2 separate regions of the Zea mays genome follow, and region 1 is linked to region 2. A link is a contact called in public Hi-C data. All regions are on one chromosome and are shown on one strand. Each heading gives the region's core, a stretch centred on a gene start, on an enhancer-like site or on the middle of the called end of the contact. The rest is flanking DNA. Distances are from core to core; before and after follow the strand shown. Region 1 has its middle 45 kb from the start of LOC103643135. Region 2 holds the start of LOC103643134 (nitrate reductase [NADH]-like).

Region 1 (7,232 bases), core at 286-2,785, 73 kb before region 2:
ATCATGACATGCGAACAAGTTTCATGATTTTTTACTTTGTTTGTTTTTTATACAATTTTAAAACAACTAGATCATAAGTTCACGTTCATGTTTCGTGAAAATGGTGCACGAAAATTCTGGTATGATCCTGAAATAGGTCATAACTTGTGCTAAATAAAATTAATATTATTTTTGCATTCAGTGTTTTCCATTTTTCGAGTGACTTACGGTTCAAATCTGAATTATTCGAAGAAATTCAATTAAACAAACTAAATCTGATAGTTGTAGCAAACACTTTAATAATTGTGCCAAAATTGAACATGTATGTCTATATACTGTAGGAAAATATCACAAAAAAGTTTGGTGGAAAAAATAAAAAAAACAAATACTCTTTGTCGAGTGAAGGAAAGACACTCGGTAAAATAAATGTGTGTCGAGTGTTTGACAGGTAACACTCAGCAAAGTTAATGGTCATCATCTATAGACGGCTACTGACGGCACTTTGCCGAGCGTCGCATTTCACCGAGAGCTCGACGCTAGGTAAAGCCTTCTTTACCGAGTGTCTTTCTATATCGAGAGTTTCGCCCTTGACAAACGAGGTTTATGCCGAGAGTTTTAGTTCGTCGACGCCGAGCATTCAGCAAAGAGTCTGATTCCGGTAGTGTAAGTTATTCGAGTCCATGACCAACTAGCGTAAAACTCTTGTAAAAAAGGCTAAGATGGAGCTGTTATTAAAACTCTCGTAAAAAAGGCTAAGATTACGCTTTGGTACAGTTAGGCGTAGACAGATTGTTAGTAGACCGTGCCTATTTTATTCACCGTGAAAAGGTTACAGATCCCGGACGCACGCAAGTAGGGATGGAGATTGTTAGTAGACCGTGCCTATTTTATTCACCGTGAAAAGGTTACAGATCCCGGACGCACGCAAGTAGGGATGGGTGTTCGGGTTACTTGAAAATTTCGGGTCGGTTAATTCAGGTACTTAAAATTTTGGATTTTGAGAATCGATACCTAAAATTATAACGGGTTTTACAATTAAAATTCGGGTACCCGGAATTTCGGGTTCGGGTTCGGTTATTCCCGAACTATCCGAATTATTGTGTCGGCTTCATAAAAAAGCATACACCCTATTAAATTAGTATAAAAATACAGTTTGAATAATGATATACATGGACATATAAAACACAAGCAATCTATAATCACAAGTTATACACACTTACACATAATTATAGATGTATAAATTAATAATTAAGCATGACATGAGTACATGACACATGAAAGTTTGGGTATTTTGGGTACCCGATTGTGATACCCGAATTACCCGAAATAAATTCGGGTTTTGCAAGTTGCTATCCGAAATTCCCGAACAAAATTTGGGTTTTGGATATTTCAGATTCGGGTTTTTCAGATTTGGGTTTCGGGTTACGGATTTTTTGTCCAGCCCTACACGCAAGCACTCGCGTCTACATCCAGCTGTATCTGTACACAGCATATAGAACTTGCATGAAATGCCACGACTCTCGCAAACCATACTGATAATTCGCAGAGATGGTACTAGCATTTTAGAATGCAGTGATGTAGCCGTCAGTCATGGACCATGATTGGGTTTGATTGGGCCGTCGATATCAACGAATGGGAAGCGGTTTGTCAGTTCAGACTTGAGAGTTGGCTGAGTTGCCTCGTCAGTTTGTGAGTTCACAGAGCCCGAAAGGCCGGCTGTTCTGCGTACAACCTGCCGCCGCGCGCACCCATATATCCTCGGACGATGCGCAAAGCCAAGAGACCCTCGGTTTGCCACTTCCACTTGGATTGGAGCTGATCAAACCCAAGTTGCCATTCCTCTTCCTCGTGCGAAAGCAGAAAGCTACTCCTCCCTGCGTCCGCAGGAAGTGCATGCAGGCCGTCCTTTTACAGAGGCTGCAAGCAACAAAAGTCTCGGCATGCCAATGACTCGGGCGATTCTTCAGAATCTAAGGCGAATAAACGTCATGGAAAACAGCTAGATTTTCAGGAGAGTTTTTCCACTGCGCAGTACTCCTTGCATTGTCGCAGATTCGTCGTCGTACGAGGAGTCGATCGCTCGATCGGGATCACATGTCAAGCGTGATCAGGAAACGCTCACCGTCCTTGGGACTGGGACGCATTTTGACTTCGGCGATTCTGGATGTTAGGCGAGCGAGGAAAATTCAGAGCAGATTTTTATTTTTATTTTTTTGGATCCTGGCATGCACACGGTACAGTTCTCCTGTTCATAGTCGCGTCTTCGTCGTTGAAGCTGTCACTCAGGGGTGTTTGGCTACACCCACTAAGCTTTATATTAGTCGGAACCATGCATTGGAATGGAAGCCACAGAATATACGCTCTGCTGATGCAATGGCCCTACATCCATCCACGCGACAGATTCCCGATTCCATTTTCCAGCTTTATGATGTTGATGATACATTGACCATCTCTAGCGTAGGGGGGTCCATTACGCAAGTGACGCTTCTGGAGATAGGACAGCACGAGAGCAAGAGAAGTAGTAAGCCTCAATAATGGCACGATGATGCTGTGTTTTATCGTGTCATCTCACCGTAAAGCAAGCCTGAAAGGGCAGCCAAACCGCCCGAGCGGCCAGCCGCGCGCAGGCAGGCATGCATCCCTCGCAAGCAACAGCATCCATCGCCAGCGCCGCCCACTACTTACCCAAATGGCTGGGGAACCCATTGACAAGATAAGAGATCAGAGATGCACGCATCATGCATGAATTCATAGCAGAGGCGCCGAAACCGCTTCTCATTGTTGCTCCGTGGTAACCTGTCCAAATGCTTCACCCCTGTAAAATCTGTTTTGTTATGTATATTGTATTGTTTACAAAGTAAAGTTTAAAATATGGAGTAAGATACCGATAAGGTAGGAAGTCTGCTAAAGATAGCCTTAGATGCCTCCATCGCTAGCCGTTACCGACTGTTGCCGCCTATCGATGGTCAGTTGGGCTATAACGATCAGGCGACACGAACAATATCACAGTATTGACGGCATTAGAACCACACTGTTTAGTACTGATCCACCTGTTGCAGACTCTATTACCACATGACGGCGTTGGGACCGTCACTAACGGAGTCCGGCTCTTTACCGAGTGTCCGGCACTTTGCCGAGTGCTTTTTGTCAGACATTCGACAAAGAAATCTTTGCCGAGTGCCGCGCTCGGCAAAGTCCTACTCTCGGTAATATACTCCGCAAAGAAAACTTTGTCGAGTGTTTATCGGGCTTTGCCTCCGGTAGTACGTATTGATCAGTTGCGACCTACCCGTTGAAGGCCCGATCAATAACGGCTTCGACTAATCGGTACCAACCGTCTATTGTTTCATGACACTTTCTGGTTGGTGCAAAGAGGCCATTCTTTCTTATTAGAAATAAAAATATATAGTACCTCTCAACTACCATGCGAGAGAAAATTTAACAACTTTATTATCCATCTAATTAAATATATATATAGTTCTCCACTTTGTTTATTATAATATATACAATTTCAAAGAATGTATTTAGCAATAATTAATATTTTACCTACTATGCTTCGTACAAGCCTTCCCTTTCTCAAACAAAATATAATATGAAATTTATTAGTAAAAAACTCAAACCCTAGTTCTAGATCTACATACAAATGTATATAACTAACCAATAGTACACCAAAATCAAGAAAGGTCTACTAAATACAATCTTGTTTCCCTAATTAATTTATCCTGCTAGTGTCGGGGACCATAATTAGGGGTACCCCCAAGACTCCTAAACTCGGTTGGTAACCACCATCAGCACAAGCTGCAAAGGCCTGATGGGCGCAATATAGGTCAAAGCTCCGTCCACTCAAGGGACACGATCTCGCCTCGCCCGAGCCTAGCCTCGGGCAGGAACAGTAGACCCAGGTGGATTCACGCCTCGCCCGAGGGCCTCCTCAAGCAACGGGCGCACCTTCGACTCGCCCGAGGCCCAGCTCGGGCAGGCTTCGCAGTGAAGCAACCTTGGCCGGATCGCCTCACCAACCGACCGTATCGCAGGAGCATTCAATGCAGGGATCGCCTGACACCTTATCCTTACGCACGTTCCTCAGTCGACAGGGCCGAAGTGACCGCAGTCACTTCGCCCCTCCACTGACTGACCTGACAGGAAAATAGCGTCGCCTGCCCTGCTCCGACTGTTGTGCCACCCGCCAGGGTGAGGCTGATAGCCGCCGAGTCCAGCCTCAGGCGCCATAGGAAGCTCCGCCTCGCCCGACCCCAGGGCTCGGACCCAACCTCGACCTCGGAAGACGGTCTCCGCCTCGCCCGACCCCAGGGCTCGGACTCCACCTCGACCTCGGAAGATGGTCTCCGCCTCGCCCGACCCCAGGGCTTTGACTCCACCTCGACCTTGGAAGACGGTCTTCGCCTCGCCCGACCCCAGGGCTCAGACTCAGCCTTGACCTCGGAGAAGTTACCGCCTCGCCCGACCTTGGGCTCGGACTGACCACGTTGCAGGGGGTACATCATTACCCTACCCCTAGCTAGCTCAGGCTACGGGGAACAAGACTGGCGTCTCATCTAGCTCGCCCTGGTAAACAAGTAATGATGGAACCCTGCGTGCTCCATGACGACGGCAGTTCTCAGCCCCCTACGGAAGCAAGGAGACGTCAGCAAGGACCCAACAGCCCCGACAGCTGTGCTTCTACAGGGTTTAAGCGCTCCTCCGACGGCCACGACATCACATGAACAGGGCACCAACACCTCTCTGACTGCCACGTCGGCATGTACATAGGGCTCTGGCTCCTCTCTGCTTGACAAGTTAGCACATTGCTACACCCCCCATTGTACACCTGGGCCTTCTCCTTACATCTATAAAAGGAAGGTCCAGGGTCCTCGTACGAGAAGGTGGCCGCGAGGGAGAACGGGCTGGCGGACGGGCTCTCTCTCTCTCTCCCTCGCGAACGCTTGTAACCCCCTACTGCAAGCGCATCCGCCCTGGGCGCAGGACAACACGAGCCGCGGTTCCCTTTTTTGTTCCCCCTTGTGTTCCGTCTGGCGCCGACCCATCTGGGCTGGGACACGCAGCGACAATTTACTCGTCGGTCTAGGGACCCCCCCCCCCCCCGGGGTCGAAACGTCGACAGTTGGCGCGCCAGGTAGGGGCCTGCTGCGTGTTGACGAACAGCTTCCCATCAAGCTCCAGATGGGTAGTCTCCAGCAACCTCTCCAGCCCGGGACGCTGCTCTGTTTCGGGAGTCTCGATTTCATGTCCCTCGACGGCAGCTACGACATGGTACTCCTTCCTCCGCCACGCGACAACGACAACGACGGCCGTCAGCCCGTCCGACGGTGGCGGAATCGACGACGTCTTCCCCGCGTGGCGGAAGAACAACATCTGGGTTTGTCCCGTCATCTTCCCCGCTGCAGGAGGAGGAGGCGGGGCAACCATGGCCACGCAGGAGGCGGCACCTCGTTGGCTGTCGAGCGAGTCGACGACGTCGGCGCCCCGACGGGGGACACGTCGGGCGTTGAACTCGCGTCTGAGACGAAGACGAGCGTCGTTTCCTCGCAACACGCCAACCCCAAGCAGACCGATGACGCCGGCACGCTCGCAAAGGACTTGCTGGGCGTTAGCCTCGTACCTGAGATAACGGTGCAGTCCGTCCCCGACGCGACTTCGTCACCATCCGTCGATCAAGAGGTACCATCCATTTTCCACCCTATGCCTTTTAGATTCAGCTTCGACCCACCAAGCGACCCCGCTTCGGTGGACGCTTTCATAAAGGCATATCCTAACCTTCCGGGGTACCATATGTGGTCACCTGGGACCGACTGACGGCCGTCTTGACCTACGGGCCCCCGGGTTCCGAGGAAGATGACGAGCCCGACTCTGGTTGGGATTTCTTCGGGCTCAGTAACCCCAGTGCCATGCGAGACTTCATGGCCGCCTGTGACTACTGCCTCTCTGATTACTCCGATGGTAGCCACAGCCTCGACGACGAGGACTGTGGCCTAAGTCGCAAATGTTTCCACGTCGATCTAGGGGGTCTCGACGAAGGCAACCACCTTGGTATGCCGGAGGACAGTGATCTCCCTAGGCCTGCGCCTCGCGTTGACATCCTTCGGGAGCTAGCTGTGGTCCCAGTCCCTGTGGGGGGTCAGGACACACAGGTCGAGCAAATCCGCGAGATGCAGGCCAGGCTCGACGAGGAAGCAGGGCAACTTGTGCAGCTCCGGTAGAACATCGGGCAGGAGTGGGCAGGCCGAGCACCAGCCGGAGAAGCACGTCATCTGCCCCAGGACGTCCAGCACCGCATCGCTAACGATGCCAGGGCAAGGCTGCCCCCGGCTTCCAGTGGGGTCGGCCAGAACCTGGCTGCAGCAGCAATACTACTTCGAGCGATGCCGAAGCCATCCACTACCGAGGGGCGGCGTATCCAGGGAGAGCTCAAGAATCTCCTGGAGGATGTCGCGGTCTGGCGGGCCGAAAGCTCTGGCTCCCGAAGGCAGGGGTACCCCCCGGAGCATCGCGCCGCGACTTCCCGATTCATGCAGGAAGCCTCGGTCCATGCCGGGCGCACGCGGGACGCAACGCCTGCAGCCCCGGGTCGCCTCGGCAACGAGCACCACCGTCGCGACCGTCGAGCCCACCTCGACGAGAAGGTGCGCCGAGGCTACCACCCCAGGCGTGGGGGACGCTACAACAGTGGGGAGAATCGGAGTCCCTCGCCCGAACCACCCGGTCCGCAAGCTTTCAGCCGGGCCATACGACGGGCGCCGTTCCCGACCCGATTCCGAGCCCCGACTACCATCACCAAGTACTCGGGGGAGACAAGGCCGGAACTGTGGCTCGCGGACTACCAGCTGGCCTGCCAGCTAGGCGGAACAGACGATGACAACCTCATCATCCGCAACCTCCCTCTGTTTCTCTCCGACGCCGCCCGAGCCTGGCTGGAGCATCTGCCTCCTGCGCAGATCTCCAACTGGGACGACCTGGTCAAAGCCTTCGCCGGCAACTTCCAGGGCACATACGTGCGCCCTGGGAACTCCTGGGATCTCCGAGGCTGCCGCCAGCAGCCAGGAGAATCCCTGCGGGACTATATCCGGCGATTTTCGAAGCAGTGCACCGAGCTGCCCAACATCACCGACTCAGATATCATCGGCGCGTTCCTCACCGGCACCACTTGCCGTGACCTAGTGAGCAAGCTGGGTCGCAAGACTCCCACCAGGGCGAGCGAGCTGATGGACATCATCACCAAGTTCGCCTCTGGTCAG
Region 2 (6,748 bases), core at 1,644-4,143:
ACACAGATAGAGATTAGGTACCCAATAAAAAGGGTGGAATCAGCTAGGTTTGGTTATTATTCATATCTTGTAACCGGGCTAGATCCATATTTTGTAAATGACGCCCCTACTTGAACTACAAAAGGAGGACCTAAACGCCCTAAGACAACGGATCATCTAATCACATTGCATAGCCAATAGATACCACCACAAACATGACGTAGGATGTTATCTCACACTGAGAGCTCGAACTTGTGTAAATCTTCGAGTCTCCTGCGCCTTTACTTTTAGTTCTCGGTCTCGTGAAACCCCATAAATTCACTACCGAACAATCCTCGGCAATGTCGATTACAGATTTCACGAGAATGACTAACTATTCTGGCGGTCGCACTGTCTTTCTATTTATAGTGGTCAAGTTCATATACAATTAGAAATTGTTTTGATTATCCGGGGGCCTTCTATTTATGGTGATCAAGTTCATATACAATTTCTATTTTTAGTGGTCGTGGTCCTTCAAACCATGTCAATCCCTTTCTCCTGATATAACAATAAGAAATTGTTTTGGTTATCCAGGACCTTCGGGCAGAAAACTTCTCTCCAACATAGATCATGCAACGAAATTCAGAATTGGACAACTTAAACTAATTCACAACAGTTCAATTAGCAAGTCGAAGTACTGGGTTCACAGCATGCCAAAGTGAAGATCAGCTGCAATCGAACTTTGTTGTCCAAAAATAAATATCTCTATTCACATTTTTCCGAAAACAAATGCAGGAACGGAAAGGTTGTGCAGGATGTAGGTTGCAGGAATGATTCACTGCATCACAAAGCAGTTTCGCCAACGCATAGAACTGTCAAACATAAACTAGAATTTGCAAGTAGTACAATATAGTTGTATCCCTTCTAACAAGAGTGCCCAGGTTTGGCAAAAATCACATGATCTTCTAGGTAAAATGGAAATGCAACAATACCTAAGTACCATCAGTAAACTTTTCAATACAAGAACAAGAAAAGGACACAGAGGCTACAAGGACAACCGACAACAATTCAGTGCTTAAATGAGACCAAACCTTCCAGGCATTTCGTCAACAGCTGCTGGACCTCCCGAATTATCGTCCAATGGTACAAAGTGAAATACAGGATTAAAAATTTGCACGGATGATCATTCCAGATTAGCAATTAAAAAGTTAGAAATCGTATCATGTAAACGAACAAATATATACTTTGCCAGCAGACTTGCTCGCTTATGTCTTCCTGATGCAGTGATGCTCGCTCGGCTGATGCCCGCTCGCCTGCTCCAGCGTTCGCCGCGCTCCCAGCGAGGCCAAGGCAGTAGCGCCGGCGACGAGGGGGCCGGGCCACGCCCCGGTAGGAACGCGCGAATTCTGTCGGTGGAGCGAGCGAGAAAGGAGATGAGCAAACAGAGACGATAAGTGAGTACTTTGCAGAGGTACGAAACCGCTTCGAAGCTTTCTTTGAACAGCTCTAAAAACAGCGAACATGGCCTATAGATCTACTATTAAGGTGAATCTAATACGGTGTTTGGTTTCTGCGGACTAATATTTAGTTCCTACATTTTATTCTATTTTAATATTTAAATTATTAAATATGAAAATTAACTCTATTTTTGTTTCTGTATTTAATAATTTAGAGACTAAAATAAAATAAAATAAAATAAAGAGACTAAAAATTAGTCTCTAGAAACTAAACACTCTCTAAATTTAAATTTAGTGAACTCGGAGTGTTTGACCTACTCTTTATAGAGATAGAAAATCATTTTTTTGTATGAATTAAGAGCTCGTGAAGCTCTGCCAAAAATCTCTTAAACACCCTGCTGCAGGATCAAAATTCAGAAACCAGACCAAATCGCATATAAATGGATGAACAATAACCTAGTTGTGACCATTATTGAAGTTATCACGGGTAATATGGGTGTAGATGGTACGGATAATTATTTGTCCGTATTCAAATTCGATTCGTCAAAAAGGTTCGATTCGTATTCGAGTCCGGGTGCTCAATATGTGATCTGTATCCAACTTTTATCTATATATGTATTCTCAAAGTTGGATGTACAAGATATTAATATCTATTTAAATTTTATCCGACACAACTTGATAATATATGTATTGGATTTGAACTGAAGAGAAAAAATATGAAAACAATTACGAAATAAGCAATATCCATCCGTATCGAATCCTATTACAAGAAACTCACGGATAATTTTATCGATAGATTTATTAGAACAAATCGCAAATGTAGACAAGCCAAATCTAAGGAATTACTTAACTAACGAACGAGGTGTGTGTCTTTTGTTCTTCTTGCCAAATGATATAGTCTAACTAATTATTAATTATTACCCAAATGGTAATTATATCGTTAGGGCATGTACAGTGGAGAGACACCAAAACGGTTCTCCAAGCACAGGAGACAACTAAGAGACTCTATTGTACAATGGAGTGTCTATAAACGTAGTCTATTAATAAATACAGAATTAAATGTATTTGTATAGCATCAGATCGATAGAACAGACAACAAATTCGTACAGTGGGAAGTGAGGCGTCTGTTGTTACTTGGTTTACGAGCCAGAGGCGTCTCTTCACGGAGAGACGGCTCTAAGATTTTTTTTTTGCAAATAACCACCTAAAACACCTTAAGAGCCCCCACATTAAACACCACTGTACATGCCCTTAGTTAGACCAAACAAGCTAGTTAGTAACCGCTAATAGTTAGCTAATTCATCTAAACAGAGCCTAAAATGAAAGTCAGTCAATAATCACAGAATCCCACCTTATTTTTGGTGGTCAGCTGGGTGTAGAAAAACTTGTGGCGCACACTGACTCTGAGGCGCCATGTCACGCTGGAGCACCTGCGCCCGTGTGTATATATTATGAGCCGCCGCCTGTCGTACTGCCTTGCACAGACAACAACACCAAGCCACTTCCAGCAGCCTTCCTTCCAGGCCAGCTACAACTGCTGGGCTCATCACCAGAAACCAGAACGCAGTCGGCAGGCAACACCTCTCCTGAACCGAAATGGCCGCTGTCGAGCCCCGGCAGTTCGGCCGTCTGGAGCCGGCGCGCGTCGGCGCGTACCCTCCCCCGCCGAGCCACATCCCGCGGCGCGCGGACTCGCCCGCGCGCGGCTGCGGTTTCCCTCCCCTCGTCTCCCCACCCCGCAGCACGTCGGACGATGCGTCGTCGTCGGACGACGAGCAGGATGACTGGCGCGAGCTGTACGGGTCGCAGCTGCAGCTGGAGGTGGAGCCGGCGGCGCAGGACCCGCGCGACGAGGGCACCGCGGACGCGTGGGTCGAGCGCAACCCGTGCCTGGTCCGGCTGACGGGGAAGCACCCGCTGAACTGCGAGCCGCCGCTGGCGCGGCTGATGCAGCACGGCTTCATCACCCCGGCGCCGCTGCACTACGTGCGCAACCACGGCGCCGTGCCGCGCGGGGACTGGGCGACGTGGGCCGTGGAGGTGACGGGCCTCGTGAGGCGGCCCGCGCGGCTCACCATGGACGAGCTGGCGCGGGACTTCCCCGCCGTGGAGATCCCCGTGACGCTGGCGTGCGCGGGCAACCGGCGCAAGGAGCAGAACATGGTGCGGCAGACGGCGGGCTTCGGCTGGGGCGCCGCCGGCGTGTCCACGTCCGTGTGGCGCGGCGCGCGCCTCCGCGACGTGCTCCGCCGCTGCGGCGTCGCGCCCCGTCACGGCGGCGCGCTCAACGTCTGCTTCGAGGGCGCCGAGGACCTCCCCGGCGGCGGCGGCGGCGGGTCCAAGTACGGCACCAGCGTCCCGCGCGAGTGGGCCCTGGACCCGTCGCGCGACATCATGCTCGCGTACATGCAGAACGGCGAGCCGCTGCTGCCCGACCACGGCTTCCCCGTGCGCGTCATCATCCCGGGCTGCATCGGCGGCCGCATGGTCAAGTGGCTGAAGCGCATCGTCGTCACCCCCGCCGAGTCCGACAACTACTACCATTACAAGGACAACCGCGTCCTGCCGTCGCACGTCGACGCCGAGCTCGCCAACGCTGAGGGTAACTAGTGTTTGTTTGTTTGTTTACTACGGATCGGAAGCAAAGCAAGCAAGCGAAACGGGATTTTGATCTTGCTGCTGCAAAATGAGCAGCGTGGTGGTACAAGCCGGAGTACATCATCAACGAGCTGAACATAAACTCGGTGATAACGACGCCGGGGCACGACGAGATCCTGCCCATCAACGGCATCACCACACAGCGCGGCTACACCATGAAAGGATACGCCTACTCCGGTAAGTATACATACGCGGTCGCTGACTTTTCCTAGCTACGTACTTTTGGCATACGACTTACTTACTTAGCTAGTACAAATTCAATATGGAACTTGGCGCCGTTTTCTCTTTTGTTTTCCCAAATTCATAGCGGCGCCTTGGCACGGCTTAATTACATTTAATTTCACCCAACAAATTGCTGTTACAAGATGTACTTCGTAACCTTGTATCCTGTTGATACTACTTGGGTCATATTCTTAATACGTCAAGGGGGGAAAAACGTAGGAGTCACGCATGACTAGTGCTGCCATGAAGCTAGGTACATGCCTGAAAGAAGGCATTTCCCAAAAACAAATTTTAAGTCTCACCACCGAATACAATACGCAGCGGACAGCAACGACTCAACTAATTAAGCAGTTTAAAAATAACCGATGATGGACAAGCAATTTAACAGCGCAACGAAGATCGTAAACATGGAGCTGCCAGGGACGTATGTTGACAGCATCAAACTTAAAAGGTATACATGGCTTAACAAGAAAGGCGTGCAGTTTCAATTCGGTGACGCTGAACTTTTGACCGCTGATGCATGGCATGGGGGGCACTGACTGAGGACACTAAAAAGCATTCTGCGAACAAGTAGTTGACCCTTTCATGCTAGAAGTCGTAGCTTGTCTACTTCACCAGCAGCAGTAGGGATGGCAACGGGGAATAGCTTCCCATCTCCGTTCCCGCAACGAAAAAACTTTCCCGCGGAGATCCCTATGAACGCTTGCGAGGAACATTTCTTTCCCATTCTCGTTCCCCGCGAGGATAAATCTCCAACGGGAATCCTCATCCCCGTTTAAATTTTAATTAAGACATATGTACTTTACTATTAATGTTAAATATTGTCACTTATACACATTGTCAGATATAACAAATCATTATGCATACATCAAAATAAACACATTTATACAATTAGTGGTCTCTTGATAAGGTAATTATTTATTTTTGTCGTTAACTAGTACACAAAACATAGTCACGTGCAAGTTTAACGGGTCCCCTCGGGAAACGGGGATGGGGAATGTTTCCCCGTCCCCATCCCCGTTTACCCGTCGAGGGATAAATTTTCCAAGTTTATATCCCCACGGGGGAAGTTTCTTCCCCATCTCCATCCTCTAATGGAGGAATTCCCCACGGGGAATCGGGGATCGGATCTCCATTGCCATATCTAAGCAGCAGCAGGCAGCAGCACAGATTCTCAACAGCAGTCCCACAGATTATAGAAGTCGAAGCTTGTGGGAACCGGGTGCTGGAGGAAAACCATGCACAAGTTGGTAGTAGTTTGCTACTACGCCCCATTACTTTTGCTTTTGCGACTGTCGGAGAGGTCGCCGCCGGATTACTTGTCGAATCTGGAAAGGAAGGAACAAGCCGTCACTAGTGTTGTTTTGTCGGGATAGCCGTGCGCTAGCTGTGGCCTGTGGGCCTGTGCCAACATTTAGGTTTCACCTGGTGCCGTCGACAGTAGAAGAGACGTACGGTGAAAGTGTCATGAACCTTACGGCTTTTTCTCGGTGTTTTGGTGCGGCGTAGGCGGCGGCAAGAAGGTGACGCGGGTAGAGGTGACGCTGGACGGCGGCGAGACATGGCTGGTGTGCGACCTCGCCCACCCGGAGAAGCCCAACAAGTACGGCAAGTACTGGTGCTGGTGCTTCTGGTCCGTCGAGGTGGAGGTCCTCGACCTCCTCGGCGCCAAGGAGATCGCCGTGCGCGCATGGGACCAGTCGCTCAACACCCAGCCCGAGAGGCTCATATGGAACCTCATGGTACATTGTGTACATACATATATATACTGACAAGTTTTCATCTGTTCCTGGTGGATTATTTATTCTGACGATGGCGCTCGAACAACTGTTTCGCTGTTTGGCACGCACGGCACAGGGGATGATGAACAACTGCTGGTTCAAGGTGAAGGTGAACGTGTGCCGTCCGCACAGGGGCGAGATCGGGCTGGTGTTCGAGCACCCGACGCAGCCGGGCAACCAGGCCGGCGGCTGGATGGCGCGGCAGAAGCACCTGGAGAAGACGGCGGAGGCGGCCGCGCCGGGGCTGAAGCGCAGCACGTCCACGCCCTTCATGAGCACCACCGACGGCGGCCACCAGCAGCTCACCATGTCCGAGGTGAGCAGGCACGCGTCGCGGGACTCGGCGTGGGTCGTCGTCCACGGCCACGTCTACGACTGCACCAGGTTCCTCAGGGACCACCCGGGCGGCGCCGACAGCATCCTCATCAACGCCGGCACCGACTGCACCGAGGAATTCGACGCCATCCACTCCGACAAGGCCAAGGCTCTGCTCGACGCCTACCGTGTCGGCGAGCTCATCGCCACCGGCACCTCCGACAGCTCCGTCCACGGCGGCTCCGCGCTGCCGTCCCACCTCCTCGCGCCCATCCGCGAGGCCGCCAGGGCCCCGGCCCCCGCGCTCTCCGGCCCGCGCGACAAGGTCCGCTGCCGGCTCGTCGGCAGGACGGAGCT

What was found. A called contact is a pair of places that touch in the nucleus more often than the background predicts.
Region 1: a contact with region 2 is called in a Hi-C map of leaf, with 5 times the contacts expected there. The contact joins the enhancer-like site here to the promoter of LOC103643134 in region 2. A contact is called at or near these places in 7 of 25 Hi-C or Micro-C datasets (bundle sheath, ear, endosperm and 3 more).

Annotation. Positions count from the first base shown.
Region 1 is chr1:203,161,699-203,168,930 of Zm-B73-REFERENCE-NAM-5.0, reverse strand. No RefSeq gene overlaps it. Among protein-coding and RNA genes, the nearest start is that of LOC103643135, 45 kb to the left of the region's middle. Within about 2 kb of position 1,535, at least 10 of the 20 cell types and tissues checked have an H3K27ac peak or open chromatin away from gene starts, as enhancers often do. A contact at or near this core is called in leaf, where this site is marked.
Region 2 is chr1:203,090,353-203,097,100 of Zm-B73-REFERENCE-NAM-5.0, reverse strand. LOC103643134 (nitrate reductase [NADH]-like) reads left to right here and starts at 2,893. Exons shown (of 4, transcript XM_008666285.2): 1 at 2,893-4,017; 2 at 4,110-4,250; 3 at 5,805-6,037; 4 at 6,153-6,748. The coding sequence starts at 3,012.